Linked DNA regions of Hordeum vulgare: region 1 is linked to region 2. Evidence: chromatin contacts called from public Hi-C data. All regions are on one chromosome and are shown on one strand. The core of a region is the stretch at or near the end of the contact, and the rest is flanking DNA. Distances in the headings are between cores, read along the strand shown.

Region 1 (5,590 bases), core at 726-3,225, 180 kb before region 2:
TCCATATTACTTGTCGATGTACTAAACCAATGTCATGTACTCCCTCCTTTCCGGTTTATAGGGCTCAAATCTGAAATCTCATTAACCAAGGTGAATTGTGAATGGATGATACTAGTTTTAACTAGTCGATGAAAAATTTCTCACATATTCAATTTCCAAGGCCATAAATGTAGCATCCTCCTTCTCATTGGACTTACATGATGGTTGTAGAAAACGATGCATGCATAACCACTCATCTCCTTTCTCTAAAACTTTATAAATTAAATATGGCGTGGGACTCAAAGCACTTTAACTCAATTAGATCAAAATAAGTCTAATATGATGAAGATCTAAATTTTTTGAGATGAGTCCTGTAAACCGAAAACGAGGGAGTAATATAGATCGAAGGGAGTATCATCTTTTGGTTTTGGATATCAGGTCATAAGTCGTCCTTGTCACAGTATGTGTTCTCAACAAATCTTCTTCAAAGGAAGCCATCCGATGTCAAACCACGGGAGTCAAAGGCTTTGTAATTTGTCTCCTCAGAGCGGAAATAATTCATAGGCACATGCGATAATGGACAAATAAAACGTGAACTGAGAAAGTGGAAGATTCAATCAATCCCTGTACCTTTTTTTCAGGATGAGGGATGTTTGGTGCTAAAAAGGTCAAGATGTTGTTTGAGTTACTGATATTAAAATCAACCGATGCGCTTCCAAAAATGATTGGCAGGGGTACTTACGAAGATGACATGGCCACACTACAAATTTATGGAAAATATTTGCTGTTTCAAAAAAAACTATGGCTATTTCTCAGGAAAAAAAAACTTGGTTCAAAAATAAAGCATTCCCGACAATTATTTTTATGATCATGCAAGAAGACACGTGTCTTTAAGTGATGACGTGCTCATGAACCAAACTGAAGCTGAGCGAAGAGAGAAACTGAAGCGTGCACCCTTTTTTCGGTTGCTCAACAGAACCGTTGCCTGAAAAACCTAACCAACAGAAATTATACTTTATCTAAAATGGATTACCAACAAGCTATGCATGAAGAAAATTGCACGGTTTGATCACGCGGTTCTTGTTCCAAGGAAAAAGGGTCAGCCGACGATGATTCGGAATCTCGGAAAACATGACAGCTCAAACAGGTCTAAAATCCGACACGTAGCACGTACGCTCCACACAGAGGCTTAGGCTAGTGTTCGGCGCATGTGCTTGCCTAAACAGCGTGACGCCAGAAATGATTGATATAGCTAACTAATCCTCCATCAGCTTCAGCCAAACTCCGTCACGTACTCACATGGCTTCGGAAATTTCAGTCTGGGCGAGCCGCCCATGTCCGCCGAACGAAACGTGCCTCTGGGAAACGGCGATGGACGACTGGATGATGATGGACGTGTATTGCCCTTACGGCAGCTCTTCTTCTGAGACCTCTCCACGTTGTACAGAGCCTAATGAGAGAAATGTCCAAGACGAGGCTGAGACGTAACCGCGAGGCACATAGCCAACACGACGCATCAAGGAGGCCTTATCGGTTAGGCTGTGGGCTCTGTAGCACGTGGAGACGCCAAAGTGACACTTCACATACATAGATGAGTACTTACTGAAGCAAGCAAGCAAGCAAGCAACGGTGGTATATGTCCATTATTATATTCTTAAGAGCAGTATGAGTGGCACTAATCATTAATCATTATCCATTGTGTGGCTGCATACAAATCATCATCGTATACGTTGACAAACGTCACGTTGCATCACGTGACGTCCACAATTCGAATTCAGCCGCCGACGCACCTTCCCCTGAAGCTGATCCAGATCCGCCAGACGAAAAGGCAGCGGAAAAACGACGGGGAAAAGGCAGGCCAGAGAAGCCATGGCCAGAATAAGACCCGCACGTTCGTTTACACGGCACCTTCCTTTGCAGCCGGAGAGGAGAAGGTGAAGGTCGCACGAGGCTTTTTCTTTTACCCAAAATGCTAAACGCTGCGAGCCTCATTTTCCGCACGTGTTCCGCGCACCCATGGCGGTCTCTTCCTCGTCGCGCGCCACTCCGCACGTATAAATGCAGCTCGCGCGCCATCCGTCCATCCTCGCATACCAAGTCAGCTCGCAACCCAGCCGGAGCACCGACGACCAACGATGGATTCTGCCGTGGCGAAGCAGCTCAGGCGGATCCGCACGCTGGGACGCGGCGCGTCCGGCGCCGTCGTGTGGCTCGCGTCCGACGAGGCCTCCGGAAAGCTGCTGGCCGTCAAGTCCGCCGCCGCCGGTGGCGCGGCGCAGCTGGAGCGCGAGGGGAGCGTGCTCACCGGGCTCTGCTCGCCGCACATCATCCCTTGCCTCGGCTCCCGCGCCGCCGAGTGCGGCGAGTACCAGCTCTTCCTCGAGTTCGCACCCGGCGGCTCGCTCGCCGACGAGGCCGTCCGGAGCGGGGGCTGCCTCCCCGAGTCCGCCATCCGGGCCTACGCCGGGGATGTGGCCAGGGGGCTGGAGTACCTCCACGCGAGGTCGCTGGTCCACGCGGATGTCAAGGCACGGAACGTGGTGATCGGTGGTGACGGCCGCGCCAGGCTGACTGACTTCGGCTGCGCGAGGGCTGTGGACTCGTTGCTTCCGATGGGAGGCACGCCGGCGTTCATGGCGCCGGAGGTCGCGCGCGGCGAGGAGCAGGGGCCGGCGTCCGACGTGTGGGCGCTCGGCTGCACCGTCGTCGAGATGGCCACTGGCCGCGCGCCATGGAGCGACATGAACGATCTGCTCGCGGCCGTGCACCGGATCGGGTACACAGCCGCCGTGCCAGAGGTGCCGGGCTGGCTCTCGGCGGATGCCAAGGACTTCTTGGCCGGATGCTTCAAGAGACAGCCCAGCGACCGGTCCACGGCAGCGCAGCTCTTGGATCACCCGTTCGTTGCTGCCGCCGGCGACTACAAGGCGGCGCCGGTGAAGCAACAATACGCGTCCCCCAAGAGCACACTGCATGATGCACTCTGGGACTCGGACACCGACGACGAGGCGGACGAGATGTCGACGACGCCGGCCGAGAGGATCGCGGCATTGGCCTGCGCCACCTCGGCCTTGCCGGACTGGGACTCTGACGACGGCTGGATCGACGTGTGCGGCGAGGTCTCCAGAGTCCCCGACTCGCCGCCGGCCGGTGCAGGTTACCTCGTTGGGCCGGAAGAAACAGAGGCAGAGCGTGAGCCGTTCGCGGTTGCTGCCGACGACAGCAACGGCATCCCGCGCAATGCAGTGTTGACCGACTCCTCCATTTGGCAGGACAGTTATGTGCGTCCTGTGCATTTAGGCAGTTGTAGAAATCAATTTCACCCGTTTCAACCTGACGGGGGTGAAATTTCGAGATTTGATCGTCATTGTAACAAAGACAGAGTAATGCAATTCATATTTTGCTCAAAATCTCAAAGTCTACGACCAACCCTTGTAACAAAGACAGTAATGGTGTTCATTCTTTTCACTCTTGCGCATACCGCAAAAGATCTTCCACAACCCCTGTAACAAATTTACGGTACCGCCCAGCATCAGGAAGAACATATTCCGTAGTTATGGAGCCCACTAATCAATAGTTGAATTTACAGCAAGGTCAATGCAAAAGGACAGTGATAGGCGCGTGATTGTCGGCTGAAACTTTCGACTGGTCCAACGCCAGCCATTGATTTGTTTTAATGCGCATGGTCAGATCTCTTTTTCTCCTCTCTCTCTCCATACGTTTTGTTCCTCCTGCCTCTCGACTCCTCGAGGCAAAAACAAATCTGAAAACCATTGTCGCACCGTACCCCCGTTGACCCCGCCTCTCCCTCGTCATGGATGAGCTCTCCGCGGGCCTCGAAGCTCGCCTCCGCTCCATTCTCACTTTCGGGGGCAGCCGCAGTTCCAGAAAAATGACATCTATGTGGGGCAGCCACGCGCCGTTGCCGTTGGCCGGGGCCGAGCGCCATGGATGCACCTCTGTCATCCGCGCTCGCCATGTATAGATCCCGCACTCGTCGCCCGCGCACGCCATGGAAGCAGCTCCGCCTCACTGACGCATGGGCAACAAATCTGTCAATAGTAGCAAAATCAAAGGACAGTTGTAGCAAAACCATCTCACCGCTGTCGCAAGTCTCAGCTTCGGCGTGATGGATGTAGCAAAAGGTTAGACGTAGCAAAAAACCATGACGGTTGCAACAACAAAATTCATCGCCGTCGTCGCACCGTTCGTAGCCTCGATCTTCTCTAATTCCAGCAAAATTGGATGACGGATGTAACAAATGGTTTTGCGGGTTGCAGCTCCGCAGCATGCCGATCGTAGCATTCCGCCACATGTAGTAGCTCCAGAGCACGTCGGTTACCATCGATGTAGCTCGCTCGCTGAAGGTGACGAAGCATGTGGCAGCGCCTTGTAGCAAGTGATTGGAGGATAACACGATGCTCGCGGCAGCTGAAATCAAAGGAGAAGGGGGAGGAGATGCTGTTGACTTGGAGGAGGAGGAGGCGTTGCCGGCTTGGAGGATGAGGAGGAGGGGTTGTCAGCTTGGAAGAGTAGGAGGGCGGCCAAGTCATCCGTAGCATGGAGCGGCACGAGGTGTGGCCAGGAGCTGAGAGATTTGGGAGCAGTGAAGAAAGAGTCTGAGATGGGATAAGATAAGGCAGCAGACGTGTCTTTTTCCAACAACTAGTCACCAGTGCGGGTGCAGGAGCGGCAGACCGAGCGTTCGACCGACGCGCCGAACCTAAACGTTTACCAATGGAAAATAGGATAAAGCTTCTTAAAAGCAAAATCTAAATTGCAATTGGGTCCACATACCCCAATCCGAACCCCCAATCTTCGCTTCCATGCACGAGCAAAGCGCTAGTGAACCCTGTTGAGGCACCTGGTGAACCTCGCGGCATGTACCGAGGCAAGCTCGGATGCTGCCTTGCTGTCCTCCTCCCATCTCCCGGTCAAAGCTCGAGGTCACTAAGGAGGAACCCGTTAGCAGTGGAAGTGTCACCTTCGTGTCTCATGCTCCATTAGAGCTTATTTTTAGTGATGTATGGGGTCATGCAAGAGATTCTTTTGGAAGAAACAAATATTATGTTAGCTTCATTGATGATTTAGTAAGTTTACTAGGATATACTTGCTTAAACACAAATCTCAAGTTTTTCCTGTCTTCCAAGAATTCCAAAAACTTGTGGAGAGATACTTTTATAAGCAAATTATCGTTGTTCAAAGTGTCTGGGGTGGAGAATATGAGAAGGTCATCTCTTTCTTTCGCAGTATAAGCATTGATCATCATGTATCATGTCCACATGCACACCAACAAAATGGTTTTGCTGAACGCAAGCATCGACACATTGTTGAAGTAGGTTTTCGCCTTCTTTCACATGCATCCATGCCTCTTAAGTATTGGGATGAAGCCTTTATTGCTTTATCTTATCAATCTTTTACCTAGCAAAGTCATTGGCAACACCACCCTTTATAATGATTGTTTCACCAAAAACCAGATTACAATTCCCTCCAAGTTTTTGGATGTGCTTGTTATCCTAATCTTCGTCCATATAATTGTCACAAGTTTGAGTTCCGTTCCACCCAATGTGTCTTTATCGGTTATAGTAACCTTCCAAAGTATTCAAGTGTC
Region 2 (5,664 bases), core at 1,823-4,322:
CTTCTCTCTCATCCAACTCAGTAAAAATATAGTATTTTAATCCTTACAGCCTGCTGACTGTACCTTATTGTACTTACTCTTAGTATTTGGATCCAAGCATGGATAAGGCTAGCAAATTTTAGTCTCATTACTTTTAATCATTGGACTAAAACGTATCCAAGCACCCTCTTAAAGAGACTATTTTTAGTCAGACTAAAATAAGTCTTTTGGATCCAAACACCCTCTCAACCATTTCATGAAGACAAATCGCAGCAGATCCAGGGTCCGTCCAAACCAAACGCCGGTCTACCTCTTCATACCAAAATATGTCAGGTGGAAATGAACAAGTCGTAAGCAGCAATGTGTTACTAGTCTGGATCCTCACTTGTCTGAGATATCTATATCTATACCCCCCCCCCCCCCCCAAAAAAAAGGTGACGTCATCAGTGAGATGTGGCGACCGCGGCGCTGACGTACGCACGGGGTTCTTGCTGCTCAACCGCCTGATGCGCAGGTCAAATCTTGGGCGTTGAGATCGTTAAGCAGAAAGATGGTTGTGCTGTAGGAATGTTGACTTTGGACGCGAGCCACCTACTAATACGGTTTGCCTGGGTGCCGCACTGGCAGTGCCTTGCCTTCCCAACTACGTACAGTAGAGTTTTAGAGGCAGACAGCCAGCTAAACTAGTCCCCCACACAACGAACACTGGCCTTGCAGCTGGAGAAGCACCAAAGCGCCCCCTTCATCACCAAACAAAAAAAAAAAACAAATTGCAGAACCACTCGCCAGCAGAAATGTCAAGGTAGTTGGCTCACAGCAAGGTTGTTGGGAAAAAGATCCAGATGCTGTATTGGCGACCAAATTCTTTTACAGCAGCACGAACTCACGCTTTTGGAACTAGATAACCAATCGCAAATTACTGTTCACAGAATGAAAAAATAGCATGCTACGCATACATGGTTTAGGGCTTTCATGGCAGGCGAAGGAAAAAAACGCAGATGAAACAGATTAGAAATAACTACGTACGGCTGCTCCTTGGGCAAGCTAGGCAAGATAGGCAAGCTGCAAGAGCTGGAAAATCTAGAAACATGGGCACAAGTTCCACGGAAGAGCTTTCCGGGGTTTTTGGACGCGTGTCACGGTAAGCTAACCTTGAGGATTTGAACAAGCTCACTCTCATCCCATCCCTACTTCCACGTGTGGCAAACATCAGACGTGTACGGCAACTTTCTACGCCGTCTGAGAAGAACACCTGGGCGTTCGGAGCACGCCGCCACTTGGAGACGCGGCCGCATGGCGATATGTCCCAAGCCTTTGGGTTTTGTAGCTCTGGCCAGTGTCACAAGACTCCCCGTTGACCAGATCACTGTCTGTCAGTAAGATAAGAGTGAGAACCAGGGTCTAATCAAGGGTGCTCGTCGATCAGTTTATCCGGTCTTGTTTTTGCTGCTGAGCATTGCATTCCTGGTTGGGAACTGACGGGGTAGTGCACAAGCCAAAGGAAGGATAAAGGACCCGAGTGTGTCGAATGGGGAGTGGCCTTCTCTAGCGTGGTCTAGCAACCCCTTTTGGCATGGCCCCATGAGATGGGAAGATGGATACACGCTACTGCTACCCCTACTCCGTCCGGTGTTCGCCAATGGTTCATGCATATCTCTTGAGCGACGTTCTGGAATCGTCGCGCCACACTTATTAGTTCGGCAGAAATTAACAAGGAATTGAAATGGGGAGTAGTAGTAATAGTTATGGTTTGATGCAATAACGATTCTGTCATTTCACTTTCATCAACGGTACCACTGACAGGAAATACAATTTGGTCGCCGAAGAGGCCCGAACAAAACTCTTTGTGCTGCTCAGCTGAGGGAGCGGTTGATCCTACAATACGCACGCGATCGGCATCCTCCACGTATGCAGACCCCGAGAATTCGGCCTCCGTTTCCGACGCTTCTTCGCCCGATGACGCGGGCTCGTCCTCGGCGGCGTTGGCGGCGGCATCGCGGCTCTCGTTGAGCACGTCGGTCCAGCCTTCGTCAGAGTCCCAGTCCGGGAATGCCGAGGAAGGGGATGCCAATGCTCTGATCCTCTCGGCGGGGCTCTCTGAACCGTAGTCGTCGTGGTCGTCTTCGGTGTCGGACTCCCAGAGCGCGGCGTCGAGCGTGCTCTTGGGGGACACCCATTTGGCCGCCGCCTCCTCAGGCTTCACGCCGCAGCCGGCTGATGCCAGGAACGGGTGCTCCAGCAGCTGCGCCGACGTGCACCGGTCGCGGGCGTTTCTTGCGAGGCACATGGACAGGAAGTGCTTCGCCTCTGCGGACAGCCACGCCGGCACCGCCGGCACGGCGTCCGTGTAGCCGATCCGGTGCATCGCCGCCAGGACGTCGCCCATGTCGCTCCACGGAGCGCGGCCGGTGGCCATCTCGATGACGGTGCAGCCCAGCGCCCAGACGTCGGCCGCGGGGCCCTGCTCCTCGCCCCGCGCCACCTCCGGCGCCATGAACGCCGGCGTGCCACCCAAGGGCCGATCGGAACCCGCCGTCCTCGCGCACCCGAAATCCGCGATCTTGGCACGGCCGTCGGCGCCGACCACGATGTTCCTCGCCTTCACGTCCCCGTGGACGAGGGACCTCCCGTGGAGGTACGCCAGGCCTCTAGCCACATCGGCGGCGTACGGTCGGATCGCGCACTCCTCGAGCCGGCCCCCGCTCCTCTCGGCCACGTCGGCGACAGAGCCGCCCGGCGCGAACTCGAGGAAGAGCTGGCACTCGCCGGCGGCGCCAGCGCGGAAGCCGAGGCAGGGCAGGACGTGCGGCGAGCAGAGCCCGGACAGGATGTCACCCTCGCGCCTGAGCTGGTCCGCGGCGGCCGCGGGCGCCGACTTGACGGCGAAGAGCGCGCCGGAGACGTCTGCGGCGAGGGACACAACGGCGCCGGACGCGCCGCGGCCGAGCGTGCGGACGCGTGTCCAGCTGCCGCCGACCGCCAAGTCCATTTCTTTCCTCGGCGCTCGTTTCTTGCAGGTAGGAGGAGGGATTTCGAATTTGTGGTGGCTGCTGCGGGTAGCTGCCTGGCTCGCTCGATTGGTTTTGGTTTCTGCGATTTGAAGTGGAGCTCGATCCGTCTGGGCGCGTATATAAGGCGGGGGGAGGACAGGTGGCGTGGCTTCGGTATCCATCCGTAGCAGCGGTGTCGTGTGAAAAGCATGTGAGCAGCGGAGCTGCGCGAGGAAACGGGAGGCGTTGACGGGACACTGTCGCGTGGGCCGGGCCAGTCGGAGGGGTCGTCAACGTGGCTTCGTTTCGCGGCACGTGGGGGATTGGCTGATTTGGGTTCCGAGAGCCCGGAAAGCAGATGGAAAACGACGTCAAAATTGGGCAAGACAAGAGGCCGGGAGCGCTCGTCTCGTCTGTCTCTCTCTCTCTCTCTCTCCACCGAATGTTCTTCGGCCGCGTCATCGCTTCTCTCATGCTCGATGCTCTCTGGAGGTTATTATTGGATTATTACGGCTGGAAACCATGGAGAGTATTTGGTCTACAACGTATCCCACCTACTGTTATATCTGTAGTTTCAGCGGGCACTCAGAAAAAGTAGCTTCCAGTGGACTTTCTCATTGTTTTTTTTATTAAGAAGAGGGAGATTCCCTTCGATTTCATTGACGAAACCATCAAACCAAAGCATCCAACCAGTTCCAACTACAACCAAAGTTTACAGCTAACTATCTACGTAGATTTCAACCAACTCATGACGTATATTTTTCCCCTAGCGACGAAAAAGCTAGGGTTCCCCTGTCCTCCGGCGCCCGCTGCTCTGAGTTTTCCTGTCATCGATCGGCCCCAGTGTCGATGACAGCTATTGTCCGTCCTCCTGTTGCCCGGTTTGTTATCTCTTTCAAATGCGGGCGGCTAGGGTTTCACCACCTTGCGAGATGGCTACGTCCCCGGAAGCTAGTGGATCACGACCTAAACCTCGTGAAGATTCCAGCGTTTTGCTGGAGCGTTTGCATGTGGAGGAAGATGAGTTGGATAATCTACTTTGACAGGATGAAGCGGATGAACCAGATGAGAAACCAAAGTGGCTAGCCCTAGCTAGGGTTATGACGACTAAGTCCTTTGGGCAAGGGGCACTGATTGCCGACATGAAAGCGGCTTGGGACCCTTTTAGGAAAGTGATGTGGAGAAGGATTAATCCCAATTTGTTCTCACTACAATTTTATTGTCTAGCAGACTGAACAAGGCACTCCATCAAGGCCCTTGGGCCTTTTTTTCTGTAGCGATTTGGTGGTTAAGTAATTGTGGGCATCCGCTGAAAAAAGTGATTGTGGGCCATATGAGGATAACTAGCGATTGCACTAGTGCAATCTTGTTTACCCCAGCACACTACTTCAACATTAGTGAGCGCCAACGATTCTAAAAAAGAGCGTTTATAAAGGAATTACTCATAAAAAAATAAAGGATTTCTTGCATATGCTAAGTGTAGTCGTTATATAGCTGATTATAAATATTTTTCGCTGTGCTATGGTTTCACCATACTAAAAATTTAGATTGTCCTTCACCATGTTGTGAGCACAATTTAGCTTGCTACATGGTAAAGGCAACTTATCTTCACGTCGTTCACAAGCACCAACGTATGGCTTCCCATCGGCCAACATTTGATCTGCTATATATGCTTCCTAGATGGAAGACATGCTTGATCACTCACTCACACAATCACAATGAAAGGTGAGTTCTTGATTGGAGATCGCATCGTTCCCAAAGAAACCTCTAGAACACGATTTCAGAGATGGTATACTCTGTTTATCTTTCTACGTGTGTAACCGAACACGAACCTTGACTCGGAGCTCCGCCATAGAAATTTGGATTGATTAGCAAGTTACAGAGGCATCTTGTGCCGTCAATGAGCAAAGATGAACTAGGCATCAACATGAGCACGAAGCTCGTGGCAACATATCGACATCCATGGGAGGGTCTTGAGCAAGCAAAACAACACATGTGAGACACCATTGCAAGGATAAACATATGGTCAACCTATCGTGCGAAAGGCACCGCCATCGAACCCCAAAGAACATACCGAACAACCACTGCCAACCCCAACCTCGTCGTGACACAACTACCATCAAGCCCGCAGCAAGCATCCACCACCACATCACAACCACCATCTTCCATGGCCCCTCGCTCGTTGACACCGCCACCAGCCCCACACACCTTCACCAATGACACCACAAACCTAACTCCACTTACAGCGAGACACTCCTACAACTAACAACAACATGGACTTCAAATATGGCGACTCCAAGGAGTAAGCGATGTCACAAAACCACCACCACCCGAACATACAATGTCCAATCTAAGGTTTTCATCCACAGCCTACACAAGGGAAATCCAAACCCGACCCCCCTTCAACCGGAAGCCTAAAAGGAAGGAGATGCCCAACCATTGCAACGAACAAAAGTTCGCGCGCCATTGACCGATAGTGGAGCACCACAACATCACTGCCAACCTCTACCACCAAAGTTGCCACCACATGTGATTGCCCCCCTAGCCTAGATCCATTCGTTGAAGCCCATCGACATCGCGTCACCAGCGCATGCACTCCATGCCACCATCACACACCCAATGAAGAAGGGAAGCGAGCTTTCGCCGTCAATGCTCGGTGCCTCTAGCGCCAACCGAACCAATCACCGCACCAATG

The links. Hi-C and Micro-C count contacts between places; a contact is called where the count stands out from the background.
Region 1: a contact with region 2 is called in a Hi-C map of seedling, with 2.8 times the contacts expected there. The contact joins the promoter of LOC123440137 here to the promoter of LOC123441844 in region 2. A contact is called at or near these places in 2 of 6 Hi-C or Micro-C datasets (leaf and seedling) and 1 of 1 datasets of contacts at active chromatin or transcription factors (embryo).

What each region holds. Positions count from the first base shown.
Region 1 is chr3H:450,715,789-450,721,378 of MorexV3_pseudomolecules_assembly, reverse strand. It overlaps LOC123440137 (mitogen-activated protein kinase kinase kinase 17-like), which reads left to right and starts at 1,975. Exons shown (of 1, transcript XM_045116709.1): 1 at 1,975-3,578. The coding sequence starts at 2,115. The coding sequence ends at 3,488.
Region 2 is chr3H:450,535,966-450,541,629 of MorexV3_pseudomolecules_assembly, reverse strand. It overlaps LOC123441844 (mitogen-activated protein kinase kinase kinase 18-like), which reads right to left and starts at 3,072. Exons shown (of 2, transcript XM_045118051.1): 1 at 1,692-3,072. The coding sequence starts at 2,968.